Regions from separate parts of the Mus musculus genome. Here region 1 is linked to region 2. Evidence: chromatin contacts called from public HiChIP or PLAC-seq data. All regions are on one chromosome and are shown on one strand. Each heading gives the region's core, a stretch centred on a gene start, on an enhancer-like site or on the middle of the called end of the contact. The rest is flanking DNA. Distances are from core to core; before and after follow the strand shown. Region 1 has its middle 58 kb from the start of Gm23040. Region 2 holds the start of Lrrc32 (leucine rich repeat containing 32).

Region 1 (3,821 bases), core at 583-3,082, 75 kb before region 2:
AGTCTCGTAAGCCTGATAATTGACTTCAGATTATTTTGCTTTTCTGTGTAGAAAATCATATAATCTGGACGGTGACTGCCAGCTTCCCTCTGGCTTTCAGTGTGCACAGTGTTTCCTCCCCTGATTTTTCCCTGAAGCTTCTGATAAGATGCTGGCAGACGTGGCAAGAGCAGCCATACTTACTTCTCTCATCCCTAAAGTTGATTATCTTTATTTATCATCTATCTGTGTGTAATTGTATATACGTGGGTGTGCCTGTCACCATCCACGGGGAAGCCGGAAGACAGCAGACAATGGCTCTCTCCTCCACCCGAGTCCTGGGGAGCAAGCACCTCCAGCCCCACATATATTTTGCCAGCTCTTATTTGTGTTTTAGAAAAACAATACTATTAACCAGGCATTGTGATTCACACCTGTAACCTTATTACATAGCAGGCCAAAACAGGAGGCTCCCTTGTTGAAGGCCTGCCTGGGCTACATTGGGAGAGAGCCTGACTCAAATAAACAAATACAAACAACGCTCAAAATTGAGTAAAACGTTTGTTACAGGTTCTGGGATGTGTATGAGGATATCAAATTTTAAGTTTCTAAACTTGCTTACTTGCAACTTTATAACTCCTCATGGACATATATTAATTTTTAATCAAGTTTCAAGATATATGTTTGACATAAGTCATGTTTTTTCCCATTCCTAATTTTTAAAAAAAAAAATTCATCTTTCAGATTTTCCCTTGGATTCTATCAGTGAGCATGATTCACGTGACCCTGGGGGTCTTTGGAGTTTCTTAGATTTGCAGTGCAGCTCAGTTTCTTATCAGTGTGCGGAGGAGATCTCTGTGTATTTTACTTAAGTTTGGCTCCGTGGGCTGGAGCCGCTGCTCAGGTTTTAAAAGCAGGAACTGTTCAAGCTTCCACTCGAGTTAGGATCAGGAGCCTTCCAGGAGGTCTGACATCCTCTTCTGGATTCCGTGGGCACCAGCATTCTTGAGCACATAAGCACACACACACACACACACACACACACACACTTAATACTAATTTTAAAATCCTTAAAAGTGGTTCCATTTCCCAAGCATTACAGCTGTTTCTGTATCCATGCATTTGGCTTGCTCTTCCCACAGTCGCTAACATCTTACAGAGGCTACTTTGTTTACTTGGTCCCTCAAGCCTTGTTACTACTCTCTGACTGTTTCGTCATGAGTGGCTGAATCGTTAATGGGGCCACTTTCTGTAACATTCTAGCAATGGTCCCACCGGGTCTACCTAATAACAGCCCTCCAATTAGTCTCTATCAGGAGAGCTTTGCTGTCCTAAGTTCTTAAAGTTGATTTTTTTTTTTTTTTTTTTTTTTTTGCCTACTTTGACAGTCTTCCTCTTGTGGTGGTGGTGAGTAATGGACCCAATTTGTTTCTGCCACACAGCACACAGTAGGGGCTCAGGCGATGAGCCATTGTGACCCTGTGCCTTATAGAAGCCTGTCTGGGTGTGCTGTGATGGAGAGTAAGTTCTCTGTTGGGGTGGGGACCTGTGTCACTGTTACCCCACTGTCTGGAGGACCAACAGGACTTTTTTTTTTTTTTTTCCCAAGAAAAGGCCGGTGTTTCCAGAAAGATATGGCTGAGAAAAACCAACCTTCTCTGAGGTCACATATCTGTTTCCTAGAAACTAGATGTGAGTGAGGCCAGGCCGGTGCCCGAGTCACAGCGTACATTTCCTGTTTTTCACCCACTAACTAATAAAGTTATTTCCTTCGTGTGCTGTGTGACTGAGCAGGAAGGCCCCATGGCTTCAAGGCCTGAGGCCAGCTGTTATCCACCACCCAGCTCCAAGTGGAGGGCGGAAGTGGCCTGGGCTCCCCTGGGGAGGAACTTCCTCTCCATCAAGAGAGTCAGGCTGTACTATCCTATCTGTTGTGCCCTCCACGGCCCAGCAGTCACAGTGACCCTGGGACATCACCACAGTCCACTCTGACACCTCTCAGGCTCTGTCCCTGGCCTGGAGTCTCCTGGATGTCTGACCAGCACTTCAGGCCCCGCAGGTCCTAGATGGACTTTCTTTTCCTTAAATATCATATGGATTGATTGGCTTAAGGAGGGTCTTAAGAAGCTTAGGCCCACCTCAAACTAGCTATGTAACCAAAGATGACTTTGAACAGCCCCTGCCTCCTGAGGGTCAGAACCACAGCTGTGTGGTGCTGTGCCCAGTTTAAGGGGTGCTGAGGATGGAACCCAAGCTTCATTCATGCCAAGCAGGCATTCTACAACTGAGCTATACTCTCAGGCCTGCAGATGAATCCTAGTGTCTCCTTGCCTGTGTTCCTCACTGTACTCCTGGAGACCACAGTCCTCCGTGTTGGCTCGAGGCGCCCAGCAGCTCTGCCATAACCAAGGAAGACATGTCTGTGCAACTGTTTCCAGACTCTGCTCTGCCCACCCAGCCCCACCTCGGGTTCCACTCACAGACAGTAGTATGGCCTGGCAGCACTCCTGCCCTCTAGTTCTGGGAGCTTCTCTGAGGCAGGTGCAGGCAGGTCAGATTCAGCACTGCGCTCCTGGAGCCCTGCCCCAGCTGCGACCTGGGAAGACTGCAGAGAGTTTGTCTGTCAAATAAGTGAATTTTGAATGAATGAGAGGAAGGAATAAATGAATTGTGAATGAATGAATGGATAGGTGGGTGGAGGGAGGGAAGGAATAAATGAATTGTGAATGAATGAATGAAATTGTAAATGAATGAATGAATGAATGAATGAATGGAAGGAATAAATGAATTGTGAATGAATAAATGAATGAATGAGTAAAAGAAGAAAGACATACATAGAGCCTCTGTGTTTTCTCCAGATGTTGATCTGCATCCCAGCTTCCCAACCACTTTCCCTGGTTATGGTTTTCAGAACACTTTTCTTCCCCCAATAGCCAGAATAAGCTGGCCTTGAGGACAGGACCCTGGTGATCAGAAAGCAAAAGACTTGAGCACTATGCTGCTATGCTACTAAGTGGCTGTGTGGCCTTGGCTAGTCCCTTCCTGACCACTCCTGCCCCTCTTCTTTCTGGTGTATAGAAAGTATTGAAGGAGACTTCCTTCCAGTGTCTCCTGGCGGTCCCTATCATCGACTGGCCTCCCGAACTCACCCAGGCAGAAAGACTGGGTATGGATACGGGATCCTGATGCTTCTGGGACTACTGCCTCATGGACGCTATTGTGGACTTACCTACCAGCTTCTCTGTCTTGAGGGCTGGGGTTCTGACTTGCCTTCACACACTCATCAAAGCATTGTCTGTGCCAGGCTTTGTATGGGGCTGGGTATGGTGGTGGGGATCACAGCCATCTCACAGTGAGTGAGAGCTGTGCACGGGACTTGGTGCCTCCCTGCCAGGGTTGCTCTGTCTGTGGGAGATCAGAACCGGACACAGATGTGAGCACTTCCTAGCACCTGTTGGAACAAAGCATGCTTTAGCTGCTCGGCTGTGCGAGGGACTTCTTGAGAACCCCTGAGATGCTTATCTTTGCCCCACAGTGCTTCTCAGAAGGGGCCTACAGCTGTAGACTGTACAAACCCTGGCGTCTGGGCCCCAGGCCCCTCCCTCCAGCTCCTCTGTCTAGAAGACAGAAGGCAAAGCTATAGGTGGTCTAGTCTAGGGCAGAGTGTGTTGTATGCAGCCCTAGTAGGGATGAAGGAGACATGGAACACTGACCTCACCTCATGATGGATGGATGGAAAATGAAGGAAAATGAAGGATGGCGCCACGCTGGCCAGCTCTGATGTTGCGTCTTACAGGTCAGTCACTCACCACACCACCATATACATAAAGATGCACAGGCAC
Region 2 (3,914 bases), core at 1,244-3,743:
CATGTCCAGGCCCTGGGCAACCATCCCTCCCTCGGCCAGCTCTTGTCTCCCACCTGACTTGTCATTGTCCTCGCTCTGTCTCTGAGCCCTGAGCACATGTACGGACCTGTGCTTCCTTTGGACCTCTGGACCCCTGGCTTCCTCTGCCTCCCCTGCAGCTCAATGTCTCTTCACCCGTGGAGCTTAGATGCCCTGTCCTCTAGGAAGCTTCCTCTGGTTCTCACGGTTACCCTGTGTTCTCAGGGCTCTCACAGTTGCTGAGCATCGGACAGCTCAGTGTGGGGCACACAGCACACCCCACTGTGATTCCCTACCTCTTGAAAAGGAAGTACCCGTGGGGACCCACCTTATGACACAGGGAAGTCAGATGGCGCAGCAGCAGGCAAGTCTCCACTATGGGATACAGGTGAGGAGAGGTCCCCCTGGCCCCTCCCCGCCCTAGTCCAGCAGGTTCAAAGCCGCCCACCTTCACTGCAACAGCCAACTCCACTGTTTGCCTTCTTGCTTCCCTCTAGGACGGGACAATCTGCCCCATACATGGCACCCAGTGACGTTTCAAAATCACATGCCAGATCTTACAAATCACTTTGAAATCTCCAGTAGCGTTCAGACGTCACCCTCTCTCCCATCAGCTCCACCTACCACCTTCTTCCCCTCAGCAAACTCCTCAGTCACCTCAGTACCTTCCCTGCTGCCTGGTGGTGGGTGTGTGTGGGGGGGAGGGGGATGGGGGATGGGGAAGGACTCTGCTTGGCTGCTCCCTCCTGGTCCAGAATGTTCCTGCTCAGGCTCCTGGGTGTTCTATCCCCCCTCCCGCTCTCATTTCTCATTTGCTTCATTCCTTAAGTATATGCTCACTAAATTTCTCCCAGGGAACAAGTGGCTGAATGATGTCACAAATTCAGCTGCAATAAGGACAAGTTAGGACCTGGGGTTAAGGTAGGGATGCCCAAAGGGACCCTGTCTCTCCTTCCTCTGCACATCCAGAAGAGACAGTCCCCACAGAATTATGGTGGAAAGAAGCACCCTGCTGTGCCCCATCTGCAGCAGTGAGAACTCAGCCCCCCAGGGACAACCAGAGGCATTCAAACCCAGGGCTCACTGTCAAGCCCCACCACTGGCTAGTGTGGTCCTCAGGGCAAATTCTTTATCTCTCCTTGCCTAGGTGATTCATCTGCAGGACACACCAGTTCCCATTCCAACACTGGCTATCCTTGCTTAGCATGGATCAGGTGGAGCATGACCAGGAAAGTACTGGGACCCTTCCATGTCCTTCCCTGATGGTTCAGATACCAACGATGCTGAGGATAGAGGTCCTGGCTCTGCAGGCAGGTAGCTGGATTCTGATTGGAGAGGTGTCAAAGAATATCTCTGTATGTGCTTGTATGTGTGTGTGCACATGCACGCGTGCTCGCGCGTGCATGACAGAGGGGGACAGACAGATAGTGGAGTCAAACCTATAATAAAAATAAGACTGCCCCTACTATGCAAGGAGGTTACAATTTTTCTAAGCCCTAGGTTGACTGCAGGTCTTTTAACTCTCACAACCACCAAGTGAGGTGATTACTATAATTCCCATTTACAGACTGGAGGACCGAGGCTTGGGAAGGCAAAGTGCCTGATCCTTAGCCCCTAGGTGTGCTGCAACTGGGACTCAGCCAGATCTATAGTCCCTTAGTGCTGGGTGGTCTCCACTAGTGCAGACCCCACGGGCACCCTGTGGATCTCTCTCCCAGACCACGAGATTCAGAGAAATGACTTACCCTAAGGCACTTGTACAGTAAATCGAAGAGTCGGTATCAGAATCCAGCCCCTGTGCCTCCAAAGCAACTGCCAAGACTTCCTTCCTAAGTTACTCAGGAGCCTACAGCCCCAGGCCCAGGAGTATACTGAGCGGTAGGGCTCTCAGTCTGTTATGACTACTGTCAAAGGGGGCCTGGGAGAGCAGCTTCAAGGCTCACAGTGCAGTGAATCACTCACTAGGGGCAGCCCGTTCTAGAGACATCCTACATCTCAGGGGAATCAGACCTTAACCCAAAGGAATGTGCTTGTGATGTGAAATGTCAGGGTGGAGGTGGGGTAGGGGGGTCCCTCCTATCTATCACACATAAAGAAGTCTCCCCAAAGAGTTCTGGGTATCCCCTCCAGATAATAGTGGTAGTGTGGAAAGCCCATGTCTGCCTGGGGCAGACCTGAATTCAAATCCTAATCTGCTTGCTTGGCTGTGTGCTCCTAGGCACACCCAGAGCTTCCTGCCTCGATTTTCCCAGCTGTCAAATGGGAACGCCTATCTGAGCCCTTCCTTAGGTAGATCTGCTAACACCCGGGTGCCGAGGGAGGGTCCGGCCCTAGCTCTCTAGGCACCGCCGCCGACCGCCGCCCCTACCTGGCTCAGCGCCGCCGCCGCCGCCTGACTCCTCCGCGCATCGTTCGCGCAACCCCGGGGGTCTGGCCCGCCGAGGCCGGACCGCTGCAGCGCCGCTCCAGCCGGCCGGGAGGGGGCGGCGCCCGCCTTTTAAATAGCACCGGCCGCCCGGCCACGCCCCCTGGGACTCTGAGCCGCGGGGTCCTAACACCGCCCTGCCAGCCGTGCGGACCTAGGAACCGAGCATCGCCTCTGCTCTGGAATCGCCCGGACCCAGCTAGGGCGGCGCTTGAAACCGAAAAACGACTGGAGGGAGAAGGATCACAAAAGAAGCTAGGCCGAGGCAGCCGCACGTGCAGCCGTGGGCCCGCGAGGTCTTGGGTGCAGGGAGCCGCAGGTCCGCGGAGGAAATCCTGGCGCCACCGCACCAAGGCAGGGGGCCACCCAGAGGTGACTGGCAACCACCGGCACGGAAGGAAGTGACCCTTCTTTGGCCCTGGGATGGCCCTGAGGGGGTCCCATCCACCCCCCCCCCCCCCCAGCTATCCTGCCTTTAAGTCATCTCCAAGCCTGTCAGTGTCCCCTGCTTACTGATAGAGAAGCTGAGGCTAGGAGTGGGATGAGGGAAAAGCCAGCTGGTTGAGACTTGTCAGGTCCCCACGGACATTTGGGGGACCTGAGGCTCTGATAGGTTAAACTGCATAATGACAGTCTCATAACTTACCCAAAGCCGCTGCCTTTACAAGGTACTTAGCCTCCTCAGACACTGGCACCGTGCCCTGCTGGGTCTAGACTGAAAGATGGGTGAAGAGTGTTGCTGCCGTCCTCCAGTCTCTAGTTCTGTATTCATAATGTTCTCCCTGGTGGTCACAGCGCCTAGAGGAGGGCCATCCACCCTATCTTAACAGCACCAAGCGGGGTGAGCCAGAGTAGGGCTGGGCTCTGAGCTGGGCCTTTCCTCCCATCTAGTCCACAGTGGTTGGATGGACCCATGCGGTGCGAACAACCCAGAGAGGACAGTCCCTGACAACTCCAGTCTAGAGCCCTGACCTAACCTAAGGTCAGGGAAAGGTTCACCAAGGAGGCATCCTCTGATGCTATAAGGAGTCAGAGCAGCAGAGTAGCCCAGCTTCCTGCCCCCACCCACCCTCGGGAGCTCTCAGGGTTGTGGCTCTCCCACCTCAGCCCTTGTGTGTACTATCTAGTCAGACTGAACTTCAGTTCCCCTCTCTGCCAAGTGTAGAATGGCAAGAGCCGCTCTTTTGGATGAAGTCGATGTAGGCCTGGGCCTGCACCCGATGGGTGTTAGAGACCGTTCCTCATCTGCTGCTTTAGGAGGACACCTTTTCCAGGTTGGAGTCCATGGGGTCATGTATCAATCGAGGAAGGGGCTTTGTGACTACTCTGTAGCGAGGGCAGAGCATGAACAAAGACTCAGGTAGGCTGGGGCTCTCCCTACCTGCTTCCCCATGATGGCCTGATGCTCTCTCACACCGTCAGAGTTGCCCTAGAACTTGGCTCAAGGTGGGGGCAGGGCAGGGCTGGTGCC

The links. HiChIP or PLAC-seq counts read pairs in DNA pulled down with a chosen protein or histone mark.
Region 1: an H3K27ac HiChIP or PLAC-seq map of CD8 T cells shows a contact between it and region 2, with 28 times the contacts expected there. The contact joins the enhancer-like site here to the promoter of Lrrc32 in region 2. A contact is called at or near these places in 7 of 39 promoter capture datasets (the 3T3-L1 cell line, the C10 cell line, cranial neural crest and 3 more), 2 of 15 datasets of contacts at CTCF or cohesin (CD8 T cells and large pre-B cells), 27 of 484 Hi-C or Micro-C datasets (the AML12 cell line, the C2C12 cell line, CD8 T cells and 19 more), 26 of 115 datasets of contacts at active chromatin or transcription factors (the 230-238 cell line, CD8 T cells, T-cell acute lymphoblastic leukemia and 18 more) and 4 of 9 other capture datasets (adipose tissue, embryonic stem cells, liver and 1 more).

What each region holds. Positions count from the first base shown.
Region 1 is chr7:98,562,797-98,566,617 of GRCm38.p6, reverse strand. No RefSeq gene overlaps it. Among named protein-coding and RNA genes, the nearest start is that of Gm23040, 58 kb to the right of the region's middle. Within about 2 kb of position 1,832, at least 80 of the 459 cell types and tissues checked have an H3K27ac peak or open chromatin away from gene starts, as enhancers often do. A contact at or near this core is called in the 230-238 cell line, CD8 T cells, DN3 thymocytes and 13 more, where this site is marked.
Region 2 is chr7:98,488,570-98,492,483 of GRCm38.p6, reverse strand. It overlaps Lrrc32 (leucine rich repeat containing 32), which reads right to left and starts at 2,493. Exons shown (of 3, transcript NM_001113379.2): 1 at 2,387-2,493.